Regions from separate parts of the Mus musculus genome. Here region 1 is linked to region 2. The links are chromatin contacts, called in public promoter capture Hi-C maps. All regions are on one chromosome and are shown on one strand. The core of a region is the stretch at or near the end of the contact, and the rest is flanking DNA. Distances in the headings are between cores, read along the strand shown. Region 1 holds the start of Sertad3 (SERTA domain containing 3). Region 2 holds the start of Zc3h4 (zinc finger CCCH-type containing 4).

The links. Promoter capture Hi-C pulls out the DNA fragments that hold promoters and counts their contacts.
Region 1: a promoter capture Hi-C map of cranial neural crest shows a contact between it and region 2. The contact joins the promoter of Sertad3 here to the promoter of Zc3h4 in region 2. A contact is called at or near these places in 1 of 39 promoter capture datasets (cranial neural crest) and 1 of 484 Hi-C or Micro-C datasets (B cells).

What each region holds. Positions count from the first base shown.
Region 1 is chr7:27,472,195-27,475,125 of GRCm38.p6, reverse strand. Sertad3 (SERTA domain containing 3) reads right to left here and starts at 1,286. Exons shown (of 2, transcript NM_133210.2): 1 at 1,255-1,286.
Region 2 is chr7:16,399,650-16,402,598 of GRCm38.p6, reverse strand. Zc3h4 (zinc finger CCCH-type containing 4) reads right to left here and starts at 1,403. Exons shown (of 14, transcript NM_198631.2): 1 at 1,293-1,403. The coding sequence starts at 1,306.

The sequences.
Region 1 (2,931 bases), core at 37-2,536, about 11 Mb before region 2:
TATCGTACCGCCTCTTCCTCCCTGAAGGCTGGGATTAAATGTGTGTGAGACGAGGCTTAGCTGGGACGTGTGTGTTTAAATTCTTTTTTTTTTCTCCTTTTTTAACAAGAATATTTCTGTCCGTACCTGCTTCCTACAATTGAGTCTATGACCTCTCAAAAGAGAGGGAGTATTTCCCAAACTCCGACCCAAAGGAAAGCCAGCTAGAGCGAAACTAACCACAAACTGCACCCTCTAGCGACCAGTCCAACCCAATCATCTCTTTTTATAGGCACCACCCTTCCCTGGGTCGCTAGACCAGACCCAAGAACACCTCAATGTATCCTCAGGGCCTTCTGGGAACTGTGGACCCAAAGGCTCCAGGCAGAGCTTCGGCTGTCGCGTTGGAACTACAATCCCCAGAAGGCCCAGCACACCCAAGAGACTGGACACGCCCGCCCTCTCTGAGAGCATGCGTACGGGAGCTCCGGCTGGTGGGGGAAGGGAACCCGGACTTCAGCTGCCCAGCGGCCGCCGAGCCCCGCCCTCTACTGCCTTCGGGGCGGTGAATCCGAGCTCCACGCCCCGAGCGCCCCTCCCCCACCAGGCTTCAGTCAGAAACCTGTTTTCTCTGGGTCCCTATCACCCCAGGAAGTTCTGGATTCTTCCCCAAACTGTCCTCGGTGTGCAGAGGTCCAAATCCCATCACATCGCCCAAAGACGACAAATAACTCTCGGGTACATAGTTCCGCCGGCGAAACTGGATATCCCAATTCTGAGACCTCGTCCCAAATCTCCCCTCATTCGGCTCCACTTTCAAATGACTCTGGCTTTCCAAATACCCAGTCCGGCTCCGAGACCCAGTCAGTGAACTCTTCCCCGGCATTCCCTTCTCACGACGGCGTCTCAGAATCCAATACTCGGTTCCTCTAGTTCCCGGGTTCCTCTAAATGCTTCATATCCTAGCCTTAAAACGCTCACTTTGTCCAGAACACCGTGGAACTCCAAACTCAGCCTATTCTTCGAGACTCAAACTGTCCTACACTCTCCTCCAAAGTTCTTTCTCCGTTTTCCTGGCTTCTCCAAACTCCAACTCCTGAGTAATCCTGCTCCCCCTTCGGTGCTGATGCTGGAATTCAGCCTTCCACCCTCCAATGTCCATCAATCACACCAATCTGCTCTCCACTCGGGATACCCCGCTTCCGCCTACCGTGGGGGCGCGCCCCCGTCCTCCTCTAACTCCAGGGAAATCTCACACAGGCGGCCACTCCTCACCTCGGCTGCCAGGGTCGCCACGACTACCTCCGACAAGCCTGCAGGGTTGGGTTCCACCAGTGCTGGGTAGAAGTCCGGCTCACTTTCCCCGGGCCTCTGGGTCTGGCTGGGGGCCACTCGGCTCCTCCCCGGAGGCCAGTCGCAAGCCAGGATTGGTTGGAATCCTGCCCGCCGCGGGGCGCCATTGGCTAAGAGGAGCCACGGATGCTAGGCCCCGTCCATCACTGGGCCGGGTCCGGTTTAGGTTGGCTACTGGTCAGGGGGCGGAGCGGAGTCTCCACGGTGGAGTCTGGTAACGCCGTCAGAACTGCTACTTTGGACCCAGCTGTGTTTCTCACTCCTCTGTTTCACTGCAGACCCCTTATACCAGACCCCACTGAAGAGTGACACCGGGTGACACCATTCTCCCCTCCCTGCGGTTTTGCAGGCTTGGGGCAGATGGTGGAGGCCACGCCCCCCGGAGTTCCGAAGGCTGGGTCAAACCGGAGGGCGGGGGGGGGGATGACGCACTAGACAGCAGCCAATAGCATGATGCGGCTTGCGTTGCCTGAACGACCGCAGCCCCGCCCCTTAGCTGGCGGAGCTCTGCTTCCCCACCCCCAACCCGTCTTGTAGGAGGAGTCTATGCTTAACCTAGAGGGGTCTGCTGCTTGTTTGGGGGAACCTCCTGGATCCCAGGCAACGCTTTCGTTTTCCGCATTTGTCTGCCTGTTGCTGTTTACTCTTAAAGACTGCTCACAACTCTGGGAACAAACTCAAACTTATTATTATTATTATTATTTTTAGTTTTGGGGATTTAACATTTGAGCATTTTGAACAAACACCGTAGAACTGAGCTAAGATTTAAAATTTTGTGTGTGTGTGTGTGTGTGTGTTTAATTTTGTGATATGGTTTCGTAGTGAAGGGTTAGCTTGCTCTTCACTATTTGGTCTCTGGTACCCTCCTTCCTGTTTTCTAGGACTCACTTTCGGATTCTTTTTGTTTTAGGCAGTCTCGTGAAGCAGGACTCCAGTGTAGACAAGGGCCTTGAAATTCTAATCATGCTTGGCTTCCATATTGCTAGTCCTGGAGCTGCAGGTGTGTCCCTAAAGAAAATTCCTTTTGCTTAGTTTTTGTGGTGTTGGGCACGGAACACCGAGGTGGTGCTAGCCAAAGTACTCTTATCACTGAGCTACATCCCCAGCCACTTTTTTGTTTGTTTTCTGAGACAGCGTTTTGCTGTGTAGCCTAAGCTATTCTGGAATCTTTCATCTTCCTGCTTCGTTTTTCTAGTGCTAGGATTTAGGCATTACCAGCTTGTCTAGCTTGCTTTCAGTTTTTCTAAGATGGCTTCCAATATCTCCTAAGAAATAAACACAGGGCTTTTCTCCCTTACCTTATTGCAAGGGTCCAATTCAAGGCACACTCTCAGCAGTGAGACAGCCAGACTCTCAAATGTTCTTCAGATGTTCTTGGTTTTGCTTTGTTTAGTTGTTTGTTTTTAATGCCTTTTTTTCTTTTCTTTTCTTTTCTTTTTTTTTTTTTTGAGACAGTTTCTTTGTGTAACTCTGGTTGTCCTGGAACTTACTCTCTAGACCAGGCTGGCCTTTGTCCCACAAATGTTGGGATTAAAGGCGCGGAGCCACCATTCTCTTGGTTTTGCTTTTTTTTTTTTTTTTTAATTTATTTTACACGTG
Region 2 (2,949 bases), core at 154-2,653:
TGACTGCGAAGGGCTGCGATTCCCAGGACGATACATTTAATTAGAACAAAACAGGAAAAAAAAAATTGTAAAAAAAGCTCACCAAACTGCTGCACCTGTGTCTTTGAATGTGGGTGGCATTTCTTTTAAAAGGCAAAGGAGGGTCTGTGAAGGAGAAAGGGAGAACAGGAGGTGGGAGTGGGGAGAAAGGGCTGAGACCCATGGTCTGAAGGGGTCCTCTGCGGTTCCCTGACGGCTGCGAGCGAGGCTTCTGTCTAGCGCATTCTCCACCCTACCCCCACCCCCGCCTGCAAGACTAGCTTTTCTGCTCCCTGAAACCCACCTATTTTCAAACCTACTCACTCCAGCTCCCAGGAATCAGCAAACTATGTACCCCTTATCTTTCGGCTCCAGCAGGGCAAAAATGGCCCCAAACCTCTCATCCTCAAAACACGCAGGGCTGGTCCCATTATCACCCGCCAGAGAAGGGCGTGGGGAACCCATTTCGCACTAGAGGACAAGAGGCGCCACAGTTCACGTCCTGCCAAAGCACACGGGGGAGATCTTTGCTCCCAAGGGGGCGATTGCACCCTGTTTTGCCCCAAAGAGGGGGCGATGCCCGGAGAAAGCGGTGGCCAACTTCCTCTACTATCCAATGCAGGAAAAGCAACCTTCATACAACCCCCCCGCAAAAAAACAAAAACCTTAAAACTAAGGACCCTCCACCACTGACTGTCACCTACCTACAAAAAGAGAGGGACCCCCCAAAAAAAAAAAAAAAACCAATAGGGTTTCCAAAGAAGGTCAGGGGATTTAATCAAAAGAGCTGGAAATGCACCCGTTACCTGCCTGCCTTCTAGGGAGAAGCTAGAAAATACCTCCCGCCAAAAAATTAAAAGTGCACCAGAGCCCCCATCCTAAGGAGTCCTCCTTAGAACGAAAGAGCGAAGGCTGATCCAAACCCCCATTTTTCTGCCTCCGTTAGACTCGGGTACCTATCCAAAATGGACAGGGTATGCGTCCCCCAGGAGAAAGGATACTGTAGGGGATTGGGAAGACCCCCAACTCCGAACCCCTTAAGAGAGGAGCTGCAAGCTGGAGATGCCCCTAAAACAAGAGAATCCGGGGGCCCCTCCCCCAAAAGCCTTCCCCGAAGCCAGGCGACAGGCCGCTGACGGCCAGCTCCCGGAGCAGGGGCGGCCGAGGAGGCTGATGGGCCTCGGCAAGCCCACCCCCTTGGCGGCCCGTGCCCCGGGCGGGCGGACGGACCGACAGACCGGCGGGCGCGGGGGGTCCGGGGGGCGCCTCCTCACCTTCCCCTCAGCATGGCGCCCAAAAAAAGACAGAGCGAGAGCGAGGGAGAGCGGGCGAACGCCGCGAGGGGGGGCAACGCATGAGGCCGGGAGAGAAAGCGAAGCGAGAAAGAGCGAGCGAGCTAGAGACACCCACCGACCCCGCCCTTCCTCCTCCTCCTCCTCCTCCTCCGCGGCCCGGCCCAACATGGCGGCCGTCCCCTTCCTCCTCCTCCTCCCCCCCTCCCACGGGGGACGCTGCCCGGCCCAGGCCGGGGGGCCTGACCTGTCGTCAGGGAGCGGGAGGCGGTGGTGGAGGAGGTGCGGGGTGGCCGCGCGGCCGTCGGGGGAACACGGAGGAGGCGAAGGCGTTGATGGCGGCGGTGGCGATGGCGGCGGTGGCGACTCTGATGGCGGCGGCGGGGGGGTCCCGGGCACGGCCTCCATCGTTCCTTTGAGGGGGAGGGGATGTTAATGCACCAAAAAGGACTGCTTGGGCGTGGCGGGAGGGGCACACTTCAGCGCTCCGGGGCCTCCTGATGGGAACTGGGCATATAGATACATAGATCGATATCGAGTATTTTTTTTTTCGGTTTCGGAGTCACCTCTGAGCCGACTTCCACGTAGGCCGCGAGGCCTAGGCCCCGGCAAGGCCGCCCGCCGCCTGCTTTCTCCGCAGCCTGGCCCTGAGGTCACTCGCTCACGGGCACGGGACCCTCATCGGGACGAGAGGTCCCCTTCCGCCACACACGCACGCACACACACACGCGGCCCCCCAAGGCCTGAGACCCGGGGGACACGGACACTGGTGGGTGGTTGGGTGTAATTAGCGCGGGCCCGCGCGCGACGGAGCAAGCGAAGGGAAAGGGGGGGAGAGGAGAGCGAGCAGGGGGGATGGTTAAAAAAAAATCGGGGAGAAGAGGGATCGGGCTATGGAGATGGGCCGACTGTCTGCCCGCCCTAGATGCCCCAGCTGCCGGGCCCCCGCCGCGGTCAGGAATTCACACAAAATGGCGGCACAGCCGGGACAAGCACGGAGGCTGAAGCCGGAGGAAGGGCGTGGAGGGAGGGGGTAGCGGAGAGGCCGGAGGAGCGTCACGTGGAGAAGGGCAGAGCCAGCCCGCCCGAAAGTCGGCGAAAAGAGCCGAAGCGGAAGGGCGAGGCGGAGGAGAGGGCACGGAAAGAGCCGAACACAGCTGAGATTAACGAGACTCTGAAAAAAGCCGGAAAGAGCCGAGGGAAGATCTAGGTCACTGCAGCAACGCGGAGCGGATCAGAGACCCACCTAAAGGACCAAGGGTGGTCGTGGGGGCGGGGCTAGGGAAGGCCGGGAGAGCCGGAAATAGCCGAAGCGCTTCGGGATGGGAGAAGCCCCCCCCTGGGGGGGGGCGAGGCGAGAGTCCGGAAAGAGCCGAAGTCAGGGAAGGGATCCCGGGAGGAGGCGGAAGTAGCCGAAATACATTGAGCGGAGCGAATAGGAATTAGCGAATAAGCTGAACGGGTGGGGCTAGAAAGGCGATTAATTAACTCAAGGGTAAATGACTTTCAGGAACTCGCCCCCAAAGCAAGCGAGAAGAGCCGAAAATTGCTAGTTTGAAGGAAGGCGGGAAGAGCCCAAAGTTTTAGGTGGGAGAATAATGGGAGGGGAAAAAATTTAACCGAAAGCCGGAGACCGGTC